Regions from separate parts of the Mus musculus genome. Here all the other regions are linked to region 1. Evidence: chromatin contacts called from public Hi-C, HiChIP or PLAC-seq and promoter capture Hi-C data. All regions are on one chromosome and are shown on one strand. The core of a region is the stretch at or near the end of the contact, and the rest is flanking DNA. Distances in the headings are between cores, read along the strand shown. Region 1 holds the start of Cd2 (CD2 antigen). Region 2 overlaps 4930406D18Rik (RIKEN cDNA 4930406D18 gene). Region 3 holds the start of Man1a2 (mannosidase, alpha, class 1A, member 2). Region 4 has its middle 11 kb from the start of Gm43464.

What was found. Promoter capture Hi-C pulls out the DNA fragments that hold promoters and counts their contacts. Hi-C and Micro-C count contacts between places; a contact is called where the count stands out from the background. HiChIP or PLAC-seq counts read pairs in DNA pulled down with a chosen protein or histone mark.
Region 2: a contact with region 1 is called in a Hi-C map of centrocytes, with 3 times the contacts expected there. The contact joins the enhancer-like site here to the promoter of Cd2 in region 1. A contact is called at or near these places in 2 of 39 promoter capture datasets (the C10 cell line and pre-B cells), 1 of 484 Hi-C or Micro-C datasets (centrocytes) and 1 of 9 other capture datasets (liver).
Region 3: an H3K4me3 HiChIP or PLAC-seq map of pro-B cells shows a contact between it and region 1, with 3 times the contacts expected there. The contact joins the promoter of Man1a2 here to the promoter of Cd2 in region 1. A contact is called at or near these places in 3 of 39 promoter capture datasets (the C10 cell line and pre-B cells), 6 of 484 Hi-C or Micro-C datasets (CD4 T cells, CD8 T cells, Th1 cells and 2 more) and 3 of 115 datasets of contacts at active chromatin or transcription factors (effector CD8 T cells, large pre-B cells and pro-B cells).
Region 4: a promoter capture Hi-C map of pre-B cells shows a contact between it and region 1. The contact joins the enhancer-like site here to the promoter of Cd2 in region 1. A contact is called at or near these places in 2 of 39 promoter capture datasets (the C10 cell line and pre-B cells), 3 of 484 Hi-C or Micro-C datasets (CD8 T cells, large pre-B cells and regulatory T cells) and 1 of 115 datasets of contacts at active chromatin or transcription factors (large pre-B cells).

The regions. Positions count from the first base shown.
Region 1 is chr3:101,286,618-101,289,221 of GRCm38.p6, forward strand. It overlaps Cd2 (CD2 antigen), which reads right to left and starts at 1,322. Exons shown (of 5, transcript NM_013486.2): 1 at 1,208-1,322; 2 at 790-1,098. The coding sequence starts at 1,262.
Region 2 is chr3:100,435,623-100,438,226 of GRCm38.p6, forward strand. 4930406D18Rik (RIKEN cDNA 4930406D18 gene) reads left to right here. Exons shown (of 3, transcript NR_040543.1): 3 at 1,914-2,132. Among named protein-coding and RNA genes, the nearest start is that of 4930406D18Rik, 11 kb to the left of the region's middle. Within about 2 kb of position 1,324, at least 81 of the 459 cell types and tissues checked have an H3K27ac peak or open chromatin away from gene starts, as enhancers often do. A contact at or near this core is called in centrocytes, where this site is marked.
Region 3 is chr3:100,684,171-100,686,774 of GRCm38.p6, forward strand. It overlaps Man1a2 (mannosidase, alpha, class 1A, member 2), which reads right to left and starts at 1,303. Exons shown (of 13, transcript NM_010763.2): 1 at 391-1,303. The coding sequence starts at 692.
Region 4 is chr3:100,701,990-100,704,593 of GRCm38.p6, forward strand. No RefSeq gene overlaps it. Among named protein-coding and RNA genes, the nearest start is that of Gm43464, 11 kb to the left of the region's middle. Within about 2 kb of position 1,297, at least 62 of the 459 cell types and tissues checked have an H3K27ac peak or open chromatin away from gene starts, as enhancers often do. A contact at or near this core is called in pre-B cells and regulatory T cells, where this site is marked.

The DNA.
Region 1 (2,604 bases), core at 72-2,571:
TCAGCTTTCTCCGCAAGCCAAGGGCAGGCTTTCTCCTCTCACCCATTGGTGTGAGCTGCCAGTTTGTCCCTGGACTTTCAGCTTCGACAGCATCCCAGGCTTCGTTTTCTTCTTTCTCACCCACCCAAGCTTCTTCACTTCCTCCTCACCCCCACACCCGGCATGTTTGCACCCTTCCTCATCTCCCTGGCACCCTTTACTCCAGGCCAATGACTATCAATGACAACTCTTCTCACTAGAAGCTCTTGGAACGCTATAGATCCCACTGGCACACATACTCCATGCTGCCAGGAGCCTGGGCATGAGTCACTTCTTACAGCTCACTTGCTGGTTCTCACCAAGACTAAGACCACCTGCTTGGCTTCGCTTGGATGACAGGAGAGGACTCCTGGTTGGTCTTCTCCTGTTGCTCTTCAGTATCATGCCCTCTCATCATACCCTGGCTTAAACATAGCTCTCCAGACAAGAGGCTCACTGCTCCTAGGCACCCTCTGACATCCTGTCTAGCTACAGCTTCATCGGCCACCAAGGATGTCCATGTCTTTTCTCTGCTAACCTGTCTTCTTTCTGATTAATGCCTGTCTGTCACCTGGGAGTCTTTGTACAACCCCACAGCCACCCAAAGAGAGAATGAAAGGCAGACAGGCTTTAGAGCCACCCTCACCCACTGGAGTCTTCATTGTGGGCCACACAGGTAACATTGGATGGGGATGCTACAGAAAGGCTGCTCCCCAACTTTCTACATAGCAGCCGTCCTAAAATGAAAACCTTTAGGGAATGGAGACTTACCCAGAATCCTCACGTCCAGGTCCTTCTCCAGCCTAGTCATCCCATTTGTGCCATACACCATTACATTATAGGTGCCACTGTCGTTTCTCATCATCGGCTTCTTTATCTTCAGGGATCCGTTTGCTAAGACCTCATACGTTTCTGATATCAAAAAAGGTGGCTTCTTCCTTTTAAACTCTGCGACCAGGGTGCCCCTCCTTACCCATCGCACCTCATCAATATCATCAGTCATTTGAAAGTTGGGGATGTTCAGGGTGATGCCATGACCCAAGACACCCCAGATGGTCTCATTGTCTCTGCAGTCCGCCCCTGTAAAAAAGTAAGATGGTTTCTGAGGTCTCGGGACTACGGAGGATCTCCCTCTTCGCCTCTAATGTCCACTCCAAGGTCTCCGGAAGAGCTCCACGCGAATGCTTACCTTTGCCGGAAAGGCTGAAGAGCAGAAAGAAGCTACCCAGGAATTTACATTTCATCTTTAGAGTTCTTTTCCCAGGGGTGACTCTGAGTTCTTTCTGTCAGGACTGTGGTGAGGCTGGCAGAAGCCACACCCAGCAACCTGAACCACGTGTCTTTCATGCCTGCTGTTCACAGTAGGGGAGGGGGAGGGGGAGAGGGAGAGGTAGAGATGGGGAAGGAGAGAGAGAGAGACAGAGACCCTATCAAAACGACTCATGCATTTGCTGCCCTCCTTAACCGAAATAGGTGTCTGTGTCACATTTTAATCTTTACAAAAACAGCTTAGGGTGTTGGGTTTTAGCACCCCACCAGAGGAAGAAGAGGAACTGGGAGGTCAGTTGCCATAGCTACCCTTTTGTAAACAAGGGCTTAAACATAGCTGGCCACTCAGCTGTGCTGCCTTCAACAGGACCAAGTAGACTCACCGGCAAAAGGTCATAGGAATAGAATTCAGATATGTATATTTGGGAAGGATTGGGAGGCGTGGCCTTGTTGGAGGTGCGTCACTGAGGGTAGGCTTAGAAATCTTTAAAGCCCTTGTGGTCCTGTTAGCTCTCTCTCTCTCTCTCTCTCTCTCTTCCCTCTCCCCTTCCCCACTCTGTCTATCTGTCTGTCTCCTGCTGTGGATAGGAATGTAAAACCCCCCCAGCTACTGCTCCAGCGCTATGCTTCATGCCTGCTGCCATACTCCCGGCCATGCTGGCCATGGACCTGTAAGAGCACAGTAGATTCTTCCTTCTCTAAGTTGCCTTGGTCATGATGGTTTGTCACAGCCATTGAAAAGTGACTGCAACACCCATGAACGCCATGCCTGAAGAGGCCAGAGGAGTCCATCGATCTCCTGGAATTTAAGTTACAGATGGTTGTGAGCTGCCTCGTGGGTGCTGGGAATAAAACCTGGGTCTTCCGGAAGAGCAGCCTGAGCTCTTAAGTACCAAGATATCTCTCTTGTCCTAAGACTATAAAAAAATAGTGAACAGGGATACAAGGACTAATGTCCCTAAAAAGACAACAGAGAGGTCACGTGAGCAAGAGATACAGTGAACATATAGTCTTTTGATTCTTTAGAATTCAGTGAGAAAAGGTCTTCAAAATCACGGTTTTTCCATTTCAGATGCTTAACAACAGCCACAACAGTGCATTTCAGTTGAGTTAAAATATTAATTCCAAGGGGGGAAAAATCCAAGTGAAATAAGACTTAACAGGAAACATAAAAGAATTCCTATTCTTGAGTATGGAAAATCTTCCTATATGTATTGCACAATTCAGAAATAGTAAAGATGGACGTTAGAGGCCACATAAAAATCTAGAATCTATGCATGTACAAAGAGCTATTAAATGTGTGAGAAGTCAAGCCAA
Region 2 (2,604 bases), core at 74-2,573, 850 kb before region 1:
TGATGAAAAAGAGGAAACACATCAGCTGTGTTATAGAAGGACAGATTCTGTGTCCAGAGGTCCAGGGGCCACAGAAATGGTGGACCTCCCTCAACAGAGGAATGGATACAGAAAATGTGGTACATTTACACAATGGAGTACTACTCAGCTATTAAAAAGAATGAATTTATGAAATTCCTAGCCAAATGGATGGACCTGGAGGGCATCATCCTGAGTGAGGTAACACATTCACAAAGGAACTCACACAATATGTACTCACTGATAAGTGGATATTAGCCCAAAACCTAGGATACCCAAGATATAAGATACAATTTGCTAAACACATGAAACTCAAGAAGAATGAAGACTGGAGTGTGGACACTATGCCCCTCCTTAGAATTGGGAACAAAACACCCATGGAAGGAGTTACAGAGACAAAGTTTGGAGCTGAGACGAAAGGATGTACCATGTAGAGACTGCCATATCCAGGGATCCACCCCATAATCAGCTTCCAAACGCTGACACCATTGCATACACTAGCAAGATTTTATCGAAAGGATCCAGATGTAGCTGTCTCTTGTGAGACTATGCCAGGGCCTAGCAAACACAGAAGTGGATGCTCACAGTCAGCTATTGGATGGATCACAGGGCTCCCAATGGAGGAGCTAGAGAAAGTACCCAAGGAGCTAAAGGGATCTGCAACCCTATAGGTGGAACAACATTATGAACTAACCAGTACCCCGGAGCTCTTGACTCTAGCTGCATATGTATCAAAAGATGGCCTAGTCGGCCATCACTGGAAAGAGAGGCCCATTGGACTTGCAAACTGTATATGCCCCAGTACAGGGGAACGCCAGGGCCAAAAAAATGGGAATGGGTGGGTAGGGAAGTGGGGAGAGGGTATAGGGGACTTTTGGGATAGCATTGGAAATGTAATTGAGGAAAATACGTAACAAAAAATATTAAAAAAAAAGAAAGAAAGAAAGAAAAAAGAAATGGTGGACCTAGGAAGAGACCTGGGAGCCTGTCCAGAGGATCTTCTGATGGCAGTACAGGACATGAGAGGGTCTAGAAGAAGATGCCATGGCTCTCTGGGGTTTGTGGTCATGCTAGAGTCACAAAATGTCAGAGCTAGACAGAAGTAGCTTCCTGTCTGCCCCTCTGATCGCCTGTGAGAGCAGGAACTAGGATTGGGAGGGAAATAGGTGATTTCCCAAAATCTCACACCAAGATTAGAACCAAGCCTCATAATTCTCCTCCGTCACGCGGCCACCCTGTGACAGCCCTGGGCTGAAACGAGCTTTGAGATGACTAATTACACATATTCATCTCCCACTGTAGTCTCTGAGATAAAACCAAGGTGTCACTTCCTCTTTCTGCTCTCACATAGAATGGGGAGGTTTCCAGTAAGCCATCAGATAGAAACCAGGGAGCCACACACGTCCCCAGGGACCTGGCACTTGATACCCACTCATGTGAGCAATTGATACGTAAGCACTGGATTGCTAAGTTAAGCTTCACCAAATCTGTTCAACTGTTGCATAGAAACAATGTGGTGAGGTCCATGTACTATCAGCCCATTAATATCCACAGAGAATGAAAGAACATCCCATGCCTGTATGTCTGCTTGAAAGAGTGGCTCACAGCAACCCGGAGCAGCCAATGGAGGATCTCATTGGATAGACTTGTCCAATGCTGGTTCTGCAGCTCATTTATGTCCCAGAAGACATCCTCCTACACTTGCCACACATCCCTGGGTAATGTGTGTCCACTCCTTCCAGAAAGTTCTTTCCAAGTTCTTGGCGTGTCTGACAGGAAAGGGATTCTTACCTGTACAAGTCAACTCTCCCTCTACCCTTGTCACTAGAACTACCCAAGACCAGACTGTATATACTAGGAGTTAAGTCCAATTGAGATTTATATCCTTTCTCCAGGAACCTGCTGCTGGCTGGGACTCATCACTGCTCCTTCGCATGGAATGCTCCGAGGACAGAAGCCCAGCTGAGAGCTAGTTATGCCTTCCTAATTTATGGTGGGTCACAGAGGGAATGAGGCTAGCATTCCTAAGTCTCCCTGTGCCAAGTGACAAGCACTGGCCTCACGTGTGGCATCTCAATACTAACCAATCCCTGTGACACGGGAAGAAATCTTCATTTCCACTGTGCATTTTTTGTTGTGACTGTTTAGTTGGTTAATTGGTTTTTGCTTGTTTGTTGGTTTGTTTGTTTGTTTGCAGTGCTGGGAAGGAGACACGGGGCCTCATACAAGTGTTCTCCCATAGACCTATGTCTTCAGCTCTTATCTCCCAATATAATCAGAAAACTGAGACTCCAATAATTAAATCCCCTTTCGAGGCTCTACAGCTTGCCACCCATCTCCAGTGACGTGGATCGTTTTGACTCTGAAGACAGCCTCCTCACCCACCCCTGGAAAGCTTCTAGAATTTGTAACTGAGTATATTCATGTCACGAATCTTCTCTTCCAGAGAGAGAAATGTGTTACTAAGTAGAAACTAACTAACACATTTCTTTTCAAGTCCTGTGTTCTTGGTATATGTAAATTTTTACATGCAAACCATGGCAGATGGTCAGAGACCAGAATCAAAGGTGTGAAAGTGTATGTGTT
Region 3 (2,604 bases), core at 53-2,552, 600 kb before region 1:
AAAAAAAAAAAAAAATCAGAGCACAAGCCAGAGATTGGGACTTGGTGGCTGAGCAAAGTCTAGCAAGCTGTCAAGATTCAGTGACTTCACATGGTGGCAGAAAGGCAGAAACACGTTCTCAATACGCGCATGCTGACTCCCTGTATCTCCGCTCCCTGCTGTCCACAGCAGAAGAGTCTGACTGAACACTTCGTTCTGCCGGGAAAAACCAAGGAACCCTAGGAGTCCTTCCAGTCTATGTATGGTTCTACCCAGGCAGCTCTGAACCAACAACGTTCAACACCCTGATCATTCACAGGGGCAGGAGGGGGAGGGGGGAGAGACAAGAAAGCAGTGAACTGTACCTTGCTCTCCCAAAAGGAAGTACCATAATTTAAGTAACAAACGAACCTGTGTCTGTGTTCGTCGGGTCCATGGATCAGGAAGACGCCGGGGTTTTTAGCTCCTTTGCCGGCATCTACGTGAGGAATTAACACATCTTCTAAGCCCAGATCAAAGCGTTTGTGTTTTGAAGAGTCTGGAAGGAAGAAGAATGCCCCAAAACACAGGGTGATGAAGGCACTAAGGATGAGGAGAAGGATAAACTTCTCGGAGAGTCTCAAGGTAGCCCTGTGATGTGGGAAGGAGGGCGGCCCCAGGTTCAAAGGTGGTATCCTACGACCAGAGAGGGGCAGCAGCGCTGGGGTAGTCATCGTTTAGGCTCTTGGACGGAATACTTTATAAAGTTCTCATCTTATATCAAACGTACAACACATCGAACCGTTTCTCAAAACCTCGGCCAAAAAAAAAAAAAGAATAAACTCAATTTCCCTCCTCTCAAAGGATTGTTGTGCTTTTTTATTATTATTATTATTTACGAGGCCACCTCTTTCACGCTCTCCGATTACATCCAGAAGCCCGGGTGACCTCCCAAGCGATCGTTGGTTTCTGTCCCGTCAGATCTTCTCGCCATTTGGCTCTCGGTGCCTCACCGGATGATCGCGAGTCTCCTCTTCATTCCCGAGAGTGGATCGGGCGAGCCACACCGCAGAGAAGCTGCAAGGTGGGTTCTGCCATGCCCGCGCCCCGGCGCGATGCTCAGAGGCGGCTGCCCGCCCCGGGAGGCGCCCGGCGAAGACGACGAGTTGCAGTAGGTCGGTTCCACTCGGTCCCCTCCGGAGCCTCCTCCGCTCCACCGCTCCGCAGCCTCCGCGGCTTCCAAGCAGCGGCGCCGGGCGTAGCAGCGACGACCCTCAGCCGAGGCCGCGAGGGCGACGGCGTCCCGAACACTACAGCGCCCGCGCCGCCGCGCGCTCTGTCAGGAGCGGAACTTCCTCCTCAGCCGAGCGGCCGCCCCCACCCGGCTCCTCCTCCTTCTTCTCTTCCTCCTCCTCCTCCTCCTCCTCCTCCTCCTCAGCTAGCCCCGCCGCCCGCTTCTCGGCCGAGCCCAGCCGCGGCGGCCGAGCCCCTGCGCCTCGGTGGCGGCGTGCGAGGTAGCCGGGCCGCGGCCCTCAGACCGACAGCCCGGGGCCGGCGCCGGCTCATTCCTCGCACCGCCTGGGAGAGGCGGGCGGGAGGGAGGGCGGCCGGTCGCGCGCGAGCGAGCAGCCGCGCCTCCCGCGGCCGCAGGGCGGCTCCGGCAGGGCCCGGCCTCGGGTGGCTCGCACGCTCGCGCTGACTGCGGCGCGGGTCCGCGGCCCTGGGCTGGTCCCTGGCCTGTGGAGGCCGGAGGAGAACAGAGCGGCTGCGCGGCCGACACCGGTTGGGCCGAGCGGCTCGGCCGTGGGGGGCGCGGGCCCGGCTAGCCGCCCCGACTCGCGAGTGGGCGTCCCCGGGCGGCGGAGTGTGAGGTGCGCGCGCACGCTCCCGGCCGCCGCGCCCCTCCCCCGCCCGCCGGGCCGCTCGGGCCTGGCCGCTGCCGAGAGCCCGGAGCCCCCGGAAGCCCCGGCGGCCGGACGAGGAGGACCAGGCGCTTGGATCGCGAAAGTGGCGCTGGAATGTGGGGTTCCTGGGACTGACGGGTTACGGGGGCCAAGGCTGATGCCTCCCTCAGTTATCAGTGACTCGGGGCCGGGGTTCAACATCAAGGTCTCAAACTTCCACGCGTTCTTGGGCACGCGAGGCTGGTTGAAGAAGGAGGTGGCACCGGCCACGTGCCGGATTCGTGTTAAAATGGCAGCCCTGCGCTTTCTACTGGGTTCCTTTCTGAGGAATCGGACGACCTAGGTCAGACAGGAGATTCCTGGTGGTTCAGTCCCAAGACTATATATACACTCTATAGTCATCTTCACCACCACCACTACCATTCCCCCCGCAAAGATAACAAAGATGAATGAATGAGCAGGTGTTAAAACCCAAAAGGACAATATTGTTGAAGTTGAGGCTTGAAACAATCTGAGTCAATTCTGTTATCTGTAATATTGAGAAGAACCAGGTTGTGATAAAGTATAATATAGGCTTCTTAGCAATGCATATGTATTCTTGCATCTAGTTTGCATTTAGCTTTTTTTTTTTTTCTTAAATTTACCTTCTGTTCCTTGCACACATCCTAACTGGTAGCTGGCAATTGGAGAGGAGGCCCATAAATGGCAGGGGTGGGAAGTCAGCCTTAGAAATCAAGGAAAA
Region 4 (2,604 bases), core at 47-2,546, 580 kb before region 1:
TCTTAGTAGCTGCCAAAGGTGGAATGGGCACCTTGGTTTTCTGACCACTGACAGTCATAAGCTCTAACATCTGGGATGGAGGAATTACCCATGAGACTGTCCATAAATGAACAACAATACAAAGAACCAAGACTTACATTTAATAATTGGCAGTAATGGTTTCATGAACGTCTTATACCACACTACCAACTGTCAAGAGTAACCACTTGAGGCCACACAGTCCCAGCTTTAAATATTAAGCTCTAGCCGGGAGTGGTGGCACACGCCTTTAATCCCAGCACTTGGGAGGCAGAGGCAGGCAGACTTCTGAGTTCGAGGCCAGCCTGGTCTACAAAGTGAGTTCCAGGACAGCCAGGGCTATACAGAGAAACCCTGTCTCAGAAACAAAAACAAAAACAAACAAACAAAAAAGTTGAGCTCTGCTGCCAACTTTTTGTATGAACACAATCTTAATATCTTAATATATCTGTGCCTCAGTTTCCTCCTGGGAATCACTAGACATAGTTGATCCTACTTCCTAGGGTTATAAGGACCAATGAACAGTTAAAACCTATATAGCTCAAAGACACAGCCTGGGACAAGTATCAATATACTGATATTATTAGGAGAGATTTGTGTCAACAACACACACCTAAATCTTACTCTGCATCATAAACACACACACACACACACACACACACACACACACACACACACACACACACAAACTCTACATGTTACTCTAAATGCTCTCTAACCCAGTCAAAGCTGCCCTTCCACTCATGATGGGGGCCAAGAAAAAGGAACAACGGTGAAGAGTCTTTACATTCCATCTCTTTTAGAAAACCTCTAATTATAGAAATGAACACAGTCATCCCGGAGCCCCTTATTACTACTCTGTGAAACATGGGAGAGCCTTAGCAGCACAATACTTCAAGTAAACTCATGCTAGGTCTAACTTACCCAGAGAGAGGAAATGGCCCCTCCTGAGAGCTCACGAGGTACTCTGCCGCTGGTGCCTTGATTAGAATGCTCTAATGGGCAGCAAATTCCTTGCAGATCTCCAGAGGCCCCTCGATCTTTCCTACCCCTGAGCCTCTGCAAGCCCTTCCTGCCTGCAAGACCTACCTCCCCACACGCTCTATGTGGTGATGCTCAATTGCCACAGCCTATCTACCTTCAGCCTTCCTTGCTAAACTGGCAGCCTTACGAGAACCAGGAGGGCTGTTTCCTTCACTGTGCCCTTAGAGCCTAGCAAAGTGAATGACACATAGCGGGCCCTCCAACAATATTTGGGACATGAAAATAGACAGCCCAGCTATTGATAGCTGAGGACTCTACCACTTCAAGCTGTTTAGCTTAGAACAGACCGAATAACTTCTCAGATCCTCAGCCGAAATAACTTCCTTTTATGTTCTTGAAATGACTAAAAGATAGAGCAATGAGAAAAGCAGCTGGCAGAATGCCCAGAACAAAGTTAACGTTAATAGTTAATAGGCGTTTTAAAAAGCAGTCGAGCCAAGCGCACCCAAGCCTTTCATTTCCCTAATTTTGTCCCTTTCTCATTTAATAAAAATAGATGTTACAGTCATAATTGTCAGTATCAAGACCCCAGAACACAGGAGAGACGGGATGAAAGGGCAGAGGATACTGTGCTGCAGCTCTCAGAGTCTGACATGTATTAGTACTGAGTCATAAATATTCATTAGACAACTTGTAGAGGCCAGGAGAAGTATATAGCAAAAACGCTCAGCTGGGAGCTTGCCTTCATGCCTGCTCCTCTGTACAGAGTTTAACTCTGCACAAAACCAACAATTGTAGAACTAAATTGAAGTAAAAGATGTATTTTAAAGCTAAGCTAAACCTGCGCACCAATTACTCATTCAAGAAACTGATTCAAAGATACCGGAGTCACCGGTCACATTTGAAAATTTCACGTTTGTTTGCCTTCACTGATAATCGTTTGTATTTGTTTAGAATTAAGTATATATACCTAGCAGTTAACTTTGGCTCTCACCTATGCTTCTTACAACCTGGTTGTTTCCACTTCAGAAACGAGAAGACTTGGGATTGCCATTGAAACAATGGAGGGACTAGACTTAGTAGGAAGTCAGACTATCTGACTAGCTTGGACTCATCTCTCTGATGTTTTGAGTCTGGCTTGGGAGGCTAAGATTCCCCGTCACTAGTTTTTTTGGTTTGTTTATTTGTTGTTTGTTTTTTGGGTTGTTTGTTTGTTTTATTTTTTGGTTTTTTTCGAGACAGGGTTTCTGGCTGTCCTGGGACTCACTCTGTAGACCTGGCTGGCCTCGAATTCAGAAATTCGCCTGCCTCTGCCTCCCAAGTGCTGGGATAAAAGGCGTGCGCCACCACTCCCGGCTTGGTCCCTAGTTAAGCTATAAACCAGAGGAATCCGGAGGAGAGGGAGAGGGCCTGCTGGGTCACGTGACGTCAGGCTTGCAGGTCTCAGACTCTCAGCACGGGTGGGAGGGCACGCCCGTCTCCGCTCATTTAGGCATGCAGGTGCCAGCAAGTTTCCTCACTGAGAGAAACAGCAGATCCAAGAGGCTACTAAATAACAGAACAAGCTTACAGGAAAAGGGCCAGAACATACTAAGAGGCACC